Regions from separate parts of the Sus scrofa genome. Here region 2 is linked to region 1. The links are chromatin contacts, called in public Hi-C maps. All regions are on one chromosome and are shown on one strand. Each heading gives the region's core, a stretch centred on a gene start, on an enhancer-like site or on the middle of the called end of the contact. The rest is flanking DNA. Distances are from core to core; before and after follow the strand shown.

Region 1 (6,242 bases), core at 2,745-5,244:
AATCCACTAATGAAACAAGTATGGGACTTAAACACTAGAAGACTTGGTGGCCAAGGTTTTACTTCTTTTTTAGGTAATGGGACATCTACTGAAATAAATTCACATAAGGGGAATGACCAACTCATAGCTGCATTCAAGGAAGAGTAATCTTGGATCTAAGAGAAACAGTACTTGGTAAGGCTGCTCTATGAAACAATGTTAGCCTATATACAAATGCTTAGCACATCTCCTGCCTAACATGTGCTAAAAACTCAGTGAATGATAGCAACTCTTTTGTAGTAAAATTCAGTGGTAAATTCATATGATGAACTACAGTTCATCTGTATGACAGTATCCCATGTGGCTTGCTCTAGTCCTTCTCTCAGGTTTTGGGCTAAATTACTTCTGGTCAGAGGAATATGGAAGAGAAGATAAAGTAGAAAATTTCCAGGAAGCAGGGAAAGGAGGTAACATATCATCTACTGGCCAGTTCTCCCTGGATCTGGCCAATAGCATTGTAGTTAATCCACAGTGAGATGCTTTCACTCAATGGTCCTTTCCTTTGGTAAGCCTCAGCCTGTCACAGGACCCAGAAGGTTACAGTATCAGATTTCTATTGCTGCTGTAATAAGTCACCATGAATTTAATGGCTTAGGTCTCCATTGGGTGGTCTGACACAAGTCTCAGAGAGCTGAAGTCAAGGGGTTGGCATGGCTGTGCTCTATCTGGGGGCTCTGTGGAGAGAACCCACATCCTTGTCGAGAGCAGCCTCTAAAGGTGGCCTGCATTTCTAGGCTCAAGCCCCCTTCCTCTGTCTTTAAAGCCAGCAACTTTGTATCTCTCAGTGCCTTTCCTCCTTAGCCACATCTTCCTCTGGTTCTGCTCTGGTTCCTTCTTGAGATGACATTGCCCTTGTTCGGTTAACCCAGCATTATTTTTCTCTTTTGTCAGCTGACTAGCAATTTCTATTCTATCTGCAACCTTCATTCCTCTCTGTGGTGTAAGCCATCCTATTGGCAGGTTCTAGACATTAGGATGTTGACATTTTTAGAGGGTTCTCACTCTGCCTACCGTACACTCACTACTATTTAAGCCTGAGATTGTACCATCAGATGACTTCTAAGACCTGAATTGGGGTGGCTTTATATCAGACAGTCTGATCACTGGGACCCCAACAGCCAGCTATACGTGTTCACCCCTATCACTTCATTAACCTCCCAATAGGGTACCTAATTTTTACGTAATTCACTTTTAGATTTTACTTTACCATATTTGTATCAGTGTTGGCATATTTTTGTTGTTGTTTGTCTGGTTTTTGTTTTTGCTTTTTAGGGCCGCACTCGCAACATATGGACGTTGCTAGGCTGGGGTCCACTCGGAGCTACATCTGCCAGCCTACACCACAGCTACAGCAATGCAGGATCTGATCTATGTCTGCCACCTACACCACAGCTCATAGCAACTCCAGATCCTTAACCCACTGAGCAAGGCCAGGAACCGAACCACAGCTTCTTGGTTACTAGTCTGATTCTCTTCTGCTGCACCACAATGGGAACTCCTGCACTGTATTTTAATACGAATTGATTGGGAAAGGGATGGGTGAAGGAAGCCAGTTCAACATCTGAAACAAGGGCTAGGGCAAGGACGGTATAAAGGAAATGCAATGTAGTAGATAAGAGAAGCAGAGTTCCCAGACTTTTGAGAAAGGGATGTATGCAGGGGCTAAAGGAAGTAGACAAAAGGGATATACTGAGGGTGCTCTGTGCAAGGCTGATGTATTTCAGGGCTGAAATTTGTAGAATATCAAAATGACTGAATATAGATAACAAAAATGAGTAACAAACATGATTTGGAGGTGATCATTCCAGGAAAATAGGGAAGTTAGTAAACAGAGCTGGTTTCATGAAGTAGGAATGAACTGGGGTTTGGATCAGTTGTGGCTGATCACGGGGTGCAGGCATTTTAGGAAAGAGCCCATATATTCGGGAAACTCCAGGTAAAATTTTTGTATTCTGATCTATATCTCAGAACACTTAGGACAACAAAAGCATTGACGGTGAACCAGCGAAGAAGGACTAATGTATGCCTTATTTCTTAAACATGTTTGGCCATAGAAACTTGTTTCCAAAATGAGACTTGATGGAAATGCACCTTGGGAAAGGGGTTCTAGACAAAGGCTGTGGGTAGTCAGTCAATTCCCTAGAACTATAAAAAGCAGAGAGAATGGCAGCCCAAACTAATCTTTCAGCAACCAAAATTCTTCCAACGTCTTTAATGTGTACTATGTAACCTTCCGCCAGTAATGATCGCACCTAGCTTTCGGGTAAATCACTGACTTTGTATTTCGGTCACGTTCAGATATTATAGAACAGAGGACTGATGGGTCAGGACTACTCCTCCAAGATACTGGACATTTAATATGTAGATAACTATTTTATGTCTCAGGAGTCATTATCTGACCTACGGCGCACGAGTAATCAAGTTCATGTGAAGTTCAGACCTTCAAGGGAGCCGACTTGAAGTTTTTAGCATACACGTCATCAGAGGCTGAGAAAATAAATACTAAGAGATGTTGAAATAGAGGTTGCAAAATTTTGTTAGCCCCCAAAGCACTGTAATTCTTTGGCTTGAAGTCAGTGTATACTTACTGAGTCAATAGTTCAAAATGGTGACTCACAATCCACATTATGGCATCCACATATACTCCCAGGGTCTACTGGACTTTGTGTGTTTTGAATATTCACATCCGAACCTACTCTAGTAGGACTTTTCAGATTCCTATCTGCTCCATGGAAACCCTGGGCAAAGTAGTAAGCTTTCAGAGTTCCTGGGCCCTGGCCTACTCAGAGGTCTTGCAAGGGACACAGATAAGACAGCATTGAAAATAATTTGAGTGAAAGTGAGGTTTTTAAAAGAAGTGAATATAAAAAGAATCAAAGTCAGGAGTAAAATTGTCAGTTAATAACTGGTAATTCTTGGGATACACACATTTTATTCCACTGGTTAAAGGTTATTAATATGAATACTGATGTATGACTTAAGTAAGGCTGTTAACTGGCAGCCCTACATGAAACTAAAATTTTCAAAGCAAGATGAATGCAGCTTCCTTTTATAAGCATTAAAAAATAAGCCAGAAAGTAAATGGAACCTTATTGTGAATTTTGCAGCTTGGGAACTTTCCATAAAGCTACGTATTACTCATAGATGAAGATACCATTTGATTAGTAACATTAATGAAAAATAGAGCTCAAATATGGTCATGTTTCATAGCTATCAAATTCTTTTATGTGAGGTATTTTAGAAACTGTAATGCATTTTCAAATATTACATACAGAGAATTCCTTGAAGATCAAAGAAATCTCAGTTGACTTTATGCATCACTGACATGGTGTGTTGTGTTCTTAATGGCAATAAATATTTGAAGTCTGAAAGAATGCTCAGTGATGGACCACAGCCCCCATTTCCATTCCCTTTTATCAAATAAGTTCTAATCGTGATGTATTCTTTCAGATATTGGTTATCAAGAAAGCAGGGAAGGATAAGTAACAAATTATATATTTTTTTTCTTTAATGAGATTCTTATCTTGATTTCTTGGCTATTCTATTTGAATAGTATACGTCACATTTGAGCTAGGTGAACCCCCTTTGAGTCTTCTTCCTCTCTCCAACATATTCACCAATTGTTTTTTACCTTGTGTATAATTTTTTTAAAATGGTTATAAAATTAGATGAGTGAGTTCTTATAGATGGTCACAGCGCTGGAAGTCTTACCTCTTTCTAAAGCATGCACAAATGCTACAGCAAGCAGGAAAATCAGAATCCTCTTCATTTTTCTGCTGGCAAGTCCTGCAGTACCCCCTGTCTCCTGTAGATTACAGAGTAAAAAATGGCAGCCCAAAGTAACCAATTCCCTTTACTAAGATTCCTGACTATGAACTAATAAATTATTAATCTCTACACGGAAGCAAGGGTGGTCATCCTTGGCCCACAAGAGATAAAATGTCATCAATCAAGGCAAACAGACAACCTGGGGGATGTAGTGGAAAAATCTAAGTGATTTTAATCATTAACTTTGCTGAACTGCAAAAGAGTCAGAGTATATGTAGATTTCTTTTCCCCCTACTGCTGCTGTTTTTCTAAAGCTTTAATATTAGTGGGCACATTTCTTTCCTTCTTTGTGTCCTCTTTGGACATTGCTTATCCTTCTCAAGTGTATAAATGGAAATTTGGAGGTCTTCCTCTTTGTTTAAACCTACTACAAATATGGTTCATCTTAAAATATTGAAGACTAGATGTTTAATAGCCAATTTATCACAATTACTCAAATTCATAATTTTAATGTTACAAATTTTATTGATGATGAGATAGTACTTTATATGCCATATTACACACATGCATTTCTCAAGTGCTGACATATGTATTAGAAACAACCTTTGGGGAGTTCCCGTCGTGGCGCAGTGGTTAACGAATCCGACTAGGAACCATGAGGTTGTGGGTTCGATCCCTGGCCTTGCTCATCGGGTTAACGATCCGGCGTTGCCCTGAGCTGTGGTGTAGACTGCAGACGCGGCTCGGATCCCGCGTTGCTGTGGCTCTTGCGTAGGCAGCTCCGATTCAACCCCTAGCCTGGGAACCTCCATATGCTGTGGGAGCAGCCCAAGAAATGGCAAAAAGACAAAAACAAAACAAAACAAAAAAAACCCTTGGGAGTTCCCACTGTGACTTAATGGTGATGAGCCCAACTAATATCCATGAGGATGCAGGTTCAATCCCTGGCCATGGTCAGTGGGTTAAAGATCCGGCATTGCTGTGAACCGCATTATAGGTCTCAGATGTGGCTCAGATATGGTGTTGCTGTGGTGCAGTCCAGCAGCTGCAGCTCCAATTCGACCCCTGTTTGGGAATTTCCATATGCTGCTGGTGCAGGCCGCGCCCCCCCCCGCCGCCCCGCTTTTTTTTTTTTTTTTTTAAAGGAGAGAGAAAGAAGCCTTGAAGTCAGGTAAGTAGTAACTGGAGAAGTTAAATGACTTGACCCAAATCACAAAAGTTAGTGGCAAATCTTGGACGCTCTCCAACTAATTTAAAGTTCTTTTTACTCATACTATACAGGTAGTACATTTTAGGGTAATATAACTTGACAGCTCACAGGTGGTCTTGTAGAATGCAAAATCCAACATCTTCACTTTAAGAAGGAACTAAGCCCCAGTGATTCACTGTTCATCCCATCATTGGAATCAGGTCAGTCCCTTTTTAGGAAACTTTTTTTTTTAGTCCCTTTTTAGGAAACGGGGTCAGATAAGGATCGGGTGGGTACACAAGCTCTAGAATCAAATTCCTACTAGGCTCTTATTGGCTGTGTCACCTGGGGAACTCATTCTGTCTCACTCAGCCTTTGGAGATAACTCTCAGTACCTTTGTCACAAGGTTGTGAGCTAAACCAAGAGAGTGTGCAGGGTCTGCCATAACATCAAACACATGGTAGCATCCATCAATCTTTTTTTTGGGGGGGGGTGCCCTGGTGGCATATGGAGGTTCCCAGGCTAGGGGTTAAATAGGAGCTACAGCTGCTGGCCTGCAACACAGCCACAGCAATGCCGGATCTGAGTCACACCTGCAATCTACACCATAGCTCACAGCAATGCCAGATCCTTAACCCACCGAACCAGGCCAGGGATTGAACCCACGACTTCATGGTTCCTAGTCAGATTCATTTCCGCTGTGCTACAAAGGTAACTACTATGCATTAATCTTAACTCCTGCTCTTATTATAGTTCTTGCCCACTCTTGTCACTGGCTCTCCAAATTTATAAGATATGAGAAGGTGACTGAAACTAACAAGGTCTGGAACTCAGTGGAAAACCTTGAAACCGGCCATATATCTTGGGTCTAGGACCATGATAGATAAGAGACCTAGAGTTTTGATTTTGGTTTAGCTAAGGACTAACTGCATGGGAAGATTCCATCAAAATATCAAATTGCACTAAGCAGCTACATTTTTAGTTGGATTCCCAGTCTATATTGAAAATAGTTGAATGTTAAATTCAGAAGCTAGACTCCAGCTAGTTGGAAAAGGATAACTAAGTATGATTCAAGCAGAGAGATTGCTGTAAGGCCAATGAAATCCATATGGTAAAGGAGAATAGAAGACATTCCCAATAGTGCTAGAGACAATACGGGAAAATAGTCTTATTGCTTAAGGACCAACTATATGCTATCCTGCCTGCTGCAAGTCTTCTAAAGTTCTTTAGTTAAACTGCTGCCTT
Region 2 (6,242 bases), core at 1,595-4,094, 130 kb after region 1:
CTGTACATTCCCTTCCCTTTTCCTTTCTTTCAATTTACTTGTAGAAGAAACTAGTCATTTGTTGAGTGTAATCTCCCATATTCTGGATTTTGCTAATTGCCCATTGCTCTGTGCCTGGTATTTCCCATGAACTGATTTTAGATCTTTAGGCATTGGATTGGATTTTCTTCAGAGTACATCAGCTATGGTGGTGTGTATTTCATATTGCATCGTATAAGGAGGTACATAATGTATGGTTATCTCTTTTTAAAATGCTTATATTGATCAGAGAATTCAGGCATTTTCACTGTGATCTCTTCAGTATAAAGTCTTTCATCTGATCTTCAATGGTTTTAGCAGCCACTCACCATCATTACATAGGCCCTACGTTCTTTGTTAGATCTTATAAAATGATGATATTCTTCTTCTAGCGCTTCTAGCACTTTTTGTATTGTAATTCTATAACTTACTAACTGGGATATTTCTATGATGATGAACTTTCTGTCATTAATTGGTTATACAAATTATACCTGAAGTTTTAATTTGTTTAGGAAAGGTATCATAAATGCTTACTATGTTCCATTTATTCATCAGTTTCCAGATAATAATTTCATTCCTTAACATCCCCAAAGATGAAAAGCATACTTAAAAAAATAGGTATCATTATGAACTTGTGAATTTTAACAGATCTGATGTGCTACAATTCAGTGCAGTTATTCTTTTCTCTCCCCTAATTGAGTTTGATGAACATGCTTCTCTGTTCCTAGTTATTTGATTTCACCTAGTGGCAAAAGTTCTGATTCTTTCTTTAATGTAAATTTTACACTTGAAAATAACATGTGTATAAGTCCACAAATCATAAGCACATAACTCAGTAACTTCAAGCAGCACCCCTTACATTTGGTAGTGTTCTAAGGGCAACCTTTCCTGAATTCTAACACCATAGCTTACTGCTGACTATTTTTTACATTAATAAAAGTGGCTTCATATAGTATGTAGCCTGTTTTACTTCATTCCATATTTTGTAAAGTTCATCTCTCTTGCTCCCAGTAGCAATAAGCTTGTTGATCATTGCTTTTGTATAATAGTTCATGCATAGATATGCACTGTTTATCCATTTTATATTGATGATTATTGCATTATCCTCAGGGTTTGTTTGGCTGTAAGAATAGTGCTTCTATGGGCATTTTGTACATGTCTATTGATGAGCATATGTATTTATTGGAGACATACCTACAAGTGGAATTTCTGAGTTAGATGATGCATATATATATATATGTAATATATATATAATAAAGAGTATTTGTATGTGTATATATAATACATATTTGTATATATTTCAGTCGTAGTACATATTGCTAAACAGTTTTCCAAAGTAGTCATACTAGTATTATTTTGACATTTAAATTGTCTGATTTTTGGCCAGGAGAAGCTCCTCTATTGAAACACACACACAAATATTTTCAGAATAAGAGTACCAGTTTTGTTTTTAACAATATGATTATTGAACATAAATGGCAGATTTCCTTGTCCACAAGATATATCACACAGGAGATACAGAGTCTGAAACTAACTTTAGATATTTCTCTTTGTAATTATGTAATCAACTAGTAACATGGGTCCATTTGTTTAACTCTTCTTGCAAATTCATTTTTTTATTTTGATTTAACTTTTATATTTTATAAGAATAAAGAATTTAAAACACTTCCACATTTGTAGCTTTTAAAGTCACTGTTTTATCACTAATTTCAAAAGTAAGTTGCACTTCAGCGAAAATGACAATTTTTAATATAACATTAAAAAAACTTGGCCATTTAGAAAACATTCCCATGTTTTTAAAAATACTACATTATTCTAATTATTTGAAGTAGTATTTTAAAGACTTCATTAGAGCAAACTTATAAATGGCATTGCTAAAATTTTCTCTATCCTTTCTAAGAAGTGAGAGTCGAATTTTCCAGGCCTGCATCCCTTCAGCTGGCCTGCTAAAGAATTATGCTTCCTGCAACGCTCCTTCATAAACCAAGTCACCCTAGCTGCTTAAGGCAGCGGATTCTGGCTCACCACAAAACATGGACCCCAGCTCTCTAAAAGTGCCAAAAGGAAGACAGCTAGTGCATATCTAGCATGAACACCAATGTTCATGTGGGAATCCTGTAACATGTTTCCATCCCACACTGTGGTATCTGCTGGTCTTGGACGCTAGCCCCTCATCTCCCCAGGAGTAGGCAGATCGTCCCAAATGCATAAGTGGGGATGTCAGGAGAAACAGCCATATTCACATTCTCTCACATTTATTGCTGCTATATCACAATCCATGATGACACCAGAGGAATGGTTAGAGCTTTTTTAATGAGCTGTTGGAAGCCTCATGACCCAATCATCAGGCTCTCTCAGTGGGAGTCTGCAGTCTGGCCCTTCCACATTGCTCTGTGCTGCCATCTTATGACACAAGGGGGACCATGCAAGCCTGCTACTGATCCTGTCTTCCTGAATTTCCCCCCAGAGAATACCAGTCCAGCAAGCCTTATGTATCTGCTCTCTGATCATTTGCCCCTGTTTGTATAACATTACTAATTTATTGCTGTTTCATCAATTAATTAAAAATATTAAATAGAATATCCTGCTTAGGATATTGGTTAGTAAACATCTCCTTGTAGGACACAACCAAGCCAAATAATCGTGGCTGAGAGTTCTGGGGACTTGGAGCTCTGACAGATGCAGTTATGGAGATGGTGGGTGGTTTGGCCCAGTTTTTAGAAAGGAGATTGTGTTGTCCGCCTGTCTGGCCCATTCAGAGGCACAGAGATTCACAGATTTTTCATGGGGATTGGTAGCTGTAGCTTCAAGCAATGATCCTGTCTTGGGTCCACCATTGCCTGCTGTACTATCTCGGTTCCCTTTACCCTCCAGAAGCCAAATTTCATACTACCTGCTTCTGTACTAACACTCTAGTTAGACCCACAGATGAGCTTCTGCCAAGCTATGTTGCTATGGAATTTTTTTTTGTCTCATTTACATGACATTTTTATCAGTTTGGAACAGGTTTTTGAAACAAAACCTAATATTCCACACTGATCTTTCTGCAAATGTTTGACATACATAATTTAAAGTCCTTTCTATTTTCTATTACTTTAAATTTGTTGGCTCTAATGTGTTTATTTTATTGCTTTAACACTGGATTTCTTTAGATTTGATTTCGATTTGGTTTCATTTTATTTTACTTTTTTAGGTTTAGAATTGTCGTTTGGTCTTGAGTGGGAAGTTGTCCACTTACCTATTTTCTGTTTACCCTTTCCTGCCTGGTAGTTTTGTGGCTGTTTGACCAGGTCTCTGAGGCCCAGGTCTAGAAGCAGGACTTAGACTCGTGGCTCAGCACATCCATCCCATGGCTATTTTCTAGATCCAGCAACTGAGTCAGCTGGCATTTATGCCCAGCCCTGACACAAGTTATCTTTGTTTCCTCCTGGCAAATTGCACACAATTCAGCCTTGAGTAAGTATCAGACATTTTCCACTTTTGGGGAATTCTGCCACAATCCTTACATTCATGGAATGACACCACATTTGACCCCTGTAATAGTCTCTATTATATTATGCAAACTTACATCTGCCTCCCCACTGGTTTTATGATCTAGGTCCATCAAGGCTTTGACCTTAGCCTCAGTCTATTGCTCTGTATTTCTAGTCCAAATAAGTGTTTATCTTGATTTGAATATAGTTATTTTTCTAAAAAAAAATTACACGTCCGTCACTGTTCTGTATTTGGAGAATCTTATGTCATAAAATGAAAGAGCGCTCAAAAATTGGGGACTTAAAAACAGGACAGAGGAGGCATTTTGAAGTGGTTCATCCTGGCCAAAGCTGGGACAATTGAAGCTTTGAGATAAAAGATGATAGTAATGGATTAAAATCCATTGAATGAAATTAAAAGCTGTGAGTTAATACTGATAGCAATCAGTAAATGAACAAATGGCAGAATATCAGCTATTAAGTACAAAAAGAAATGATGAAAATTATTTTAGCATAATGGAAAGACAAAAAAGAAAGTAAATACAGTAAATGTTAATTATGGAATTCGAGTGATGTTCTTTATATTATGATTGAACCCTGTGTTTTTATTTTAAAGTGAGAGTATGAAAAACAGCAGCATTGAAATTCACAAACTCTGTTGATTCAAGGAATGCAAAAAGCTCAAATTAGGAAATATAAGCAAGTAAAAACAAAGAAATATATTTAAAGGAGAAAAATATATTAAATATCTTAATAGATCCTGTGAAGAATGTTAGGCAATATTCAACATCCATTTGTTTTAAAACAAAAACTTAGTTATGTGGAATGGAAGTAGCATAGTTTATGTGATAAAACTACCATCTCAAAGCAAAATTTAGCCTTAGGAATATACTAAAATAAAAAAGATCTTCCCATTAAAGTTAATAAAAAAAGATGTGAGTACTTGCTTTTATCACAGGTTTTTATACCTTGGAAATATCATATCTCTAATATTATAAGTAAGAAAATAATTTTGAAAAATACTATTTTCACAGCATATGATTATATAGAGAAGCAAATATAGGCAATAGGGAAACTATTTAAGTTTTTAAGGTAAAAATCAGTGCCAGTGTATAAATCCATGACATAATTTTGAAAACACATTAAAAAATAAACCCGTGGTAAAAATAGGATAAAGCCTTTGAGTTATTGAGGAATTTTAACAAATTTATGGAAGGTAGAAAATATGAAAATTCATTTTACGAGAGAGCAAACGAGTTGAGGAAGCCACAGGTATGAATACATATAGAAGTACCATGGAATTTGTCTTCATTCTGCCTGAAAGAATTTTTAAGAGACTGAGAGCCTGGAGTGGGTAGAGAGGGAATGAGAGGCTAAAATTAGCAAGGTTAGGGGAGGGTGTTGCAGTGAGCTCTCTCCTCCTGCAGAGAAGTTCTTTTTTATGGGAAAGCCTCTGGGTGTATCTTAAAATGACTACCTTCTTTCCCCGTTGTCAGACATAAAACATAGACATTAACTTGTCTATTCACTGTGATAAGCTGGTGGGGTTTCTGAAGGTGAAAACCACCAAAATATGTCCCTCCCTCAAGGATGTGAGCCCTAGGGGTTTTTCATTGGCACACTAACCCATACTCAGCATCTAGAAATTAATTACAATTACTACTTAAGTGTTCCTAGGTTGTAGCTCCAGTGGCTTCTGTTCTAGATAAGCTGATCTCACCCGTGAGCCTCTGAATTCCCTTTTCTCTTTAAGTTTTGGGGTAGCAGTTGCTAAGCAACTTTGGCTCTCTGACAGGTTCAAGAAAAGTGGTTGTTCAGTATTTTCTTGTAAAGACAGAAACAGAACTTGTAACTCTTTACCTGTCAAAGCTGAAAACTGAAGTCCAGTGAATTGATTTTAAAAAACCATTAAAGGCTGAATTTTTTAGAGCAGTTTTAGGTTTAGAACATAATTGAGAAGAAGAGACAGATATTTCCCTATACTCCCTACCCGCCATCTGCTTAGCTTCCCCCATAATCAATATCACTCACCAGAATGGTATCCTTGTTACCAGGACGAATCTACATTGACACCTCATAATCACCCCAAATTCATGGTATAGCTGAGTGTTCACTTTCGGTGTTGTACATCCTATGGGTTTGGACAAATGTATAATGACATGTATCCATTGTTGTAATATCAAATGGAGTAATTTCACAGCCTTACAAATCTTCTGTGTTCTTCCTATTTGTGTTTCCCACCCACTCCCAGACACCCCTGATCTTTTCACTGTCTGCATAGTTTTACCATTTTCAGAATTTCACATAGTTGGAATCATTCAGTCTATGTCCTTCTCAGACTGTCTTCTTTCACTTGATAATATGTGCTGAAGATGCCTCCATGACTTTTCATGGCTGGATAACTCCTGTGTTTTAGCGATGAATAATATTCTGTTGCCTGAATGTAACACAGTTTACCCATTCACCTACTGATTGCCTCCAAGTTTTGGCAATTAGGAATAAATCAAGTTTTGAGTGGACATAAGTTTTCAGCTCTGCTGGGTAAATACCAAGAGCTGTGATTGCTGGATTATATGGTAAGAATATGATAAGTTTTGTAAGAAACCACTGAACTGCCATTTTTTTCATTTCCCCAGCAATGACTGAGAGTTCCTGTTGCTCCATGTCCTTGCCAGCATTTGGTGTTATCAGCAATCTGAATTTCAGCCATTCTAATTGGTGTGTAGTGGTATCTCATTGATGTATTAATTT

The links. A called contact is a pair of places that touch in the nucleus more often than the background predicts.
Region 2: a contact with region 1 is called in a Hi-C map of liver, with 6 times the contacts expected there. The contact joins the enhancer-like site here to the promoter of GC in region 1. A contact is called at or near these places in 7 of 47 Hi-C or Micro-C datasets (embryonic fibroblasts, fetal liver, liver and 1 more).

What each region holds. Positions count from the first base shown.
Region 1 is chr8:68,356,268-68,362,509 of Sscrofa11.1, forward strand. It overlaps GC (vitamin D-binding protein), which reads right to left and starts at 3,995. Exons shown (of 13, transcript XM_003356971.4): 1 at 3,751-3,995. The coding sequence starts at 3,808. It overlaps LOC110262121 (a long non-coding RNA gene), which reads left to right. Exons shown (of 2, transcript XR_002346694.1): 2 at 74-1,096.
Region 2 is chr8:68,491,102-68,497,343 of Sscrofa11.1, forward strand. All of the region lies in intron 1 of LOC106507788 (a long non-coding RNA gene), which reads left to right. Among named protein-coding and RNA genes, the nearest start is that of NPFFR2, 78 kb to the right of the region's middle. Within about 2 kb of position 2,845, at least 2 of the 83 cell types and tissues checked have an H3K27ac peak or open chromatin away from gene starts, as enhancers often do. A contact at or near this core is called in liver, where this site is marked.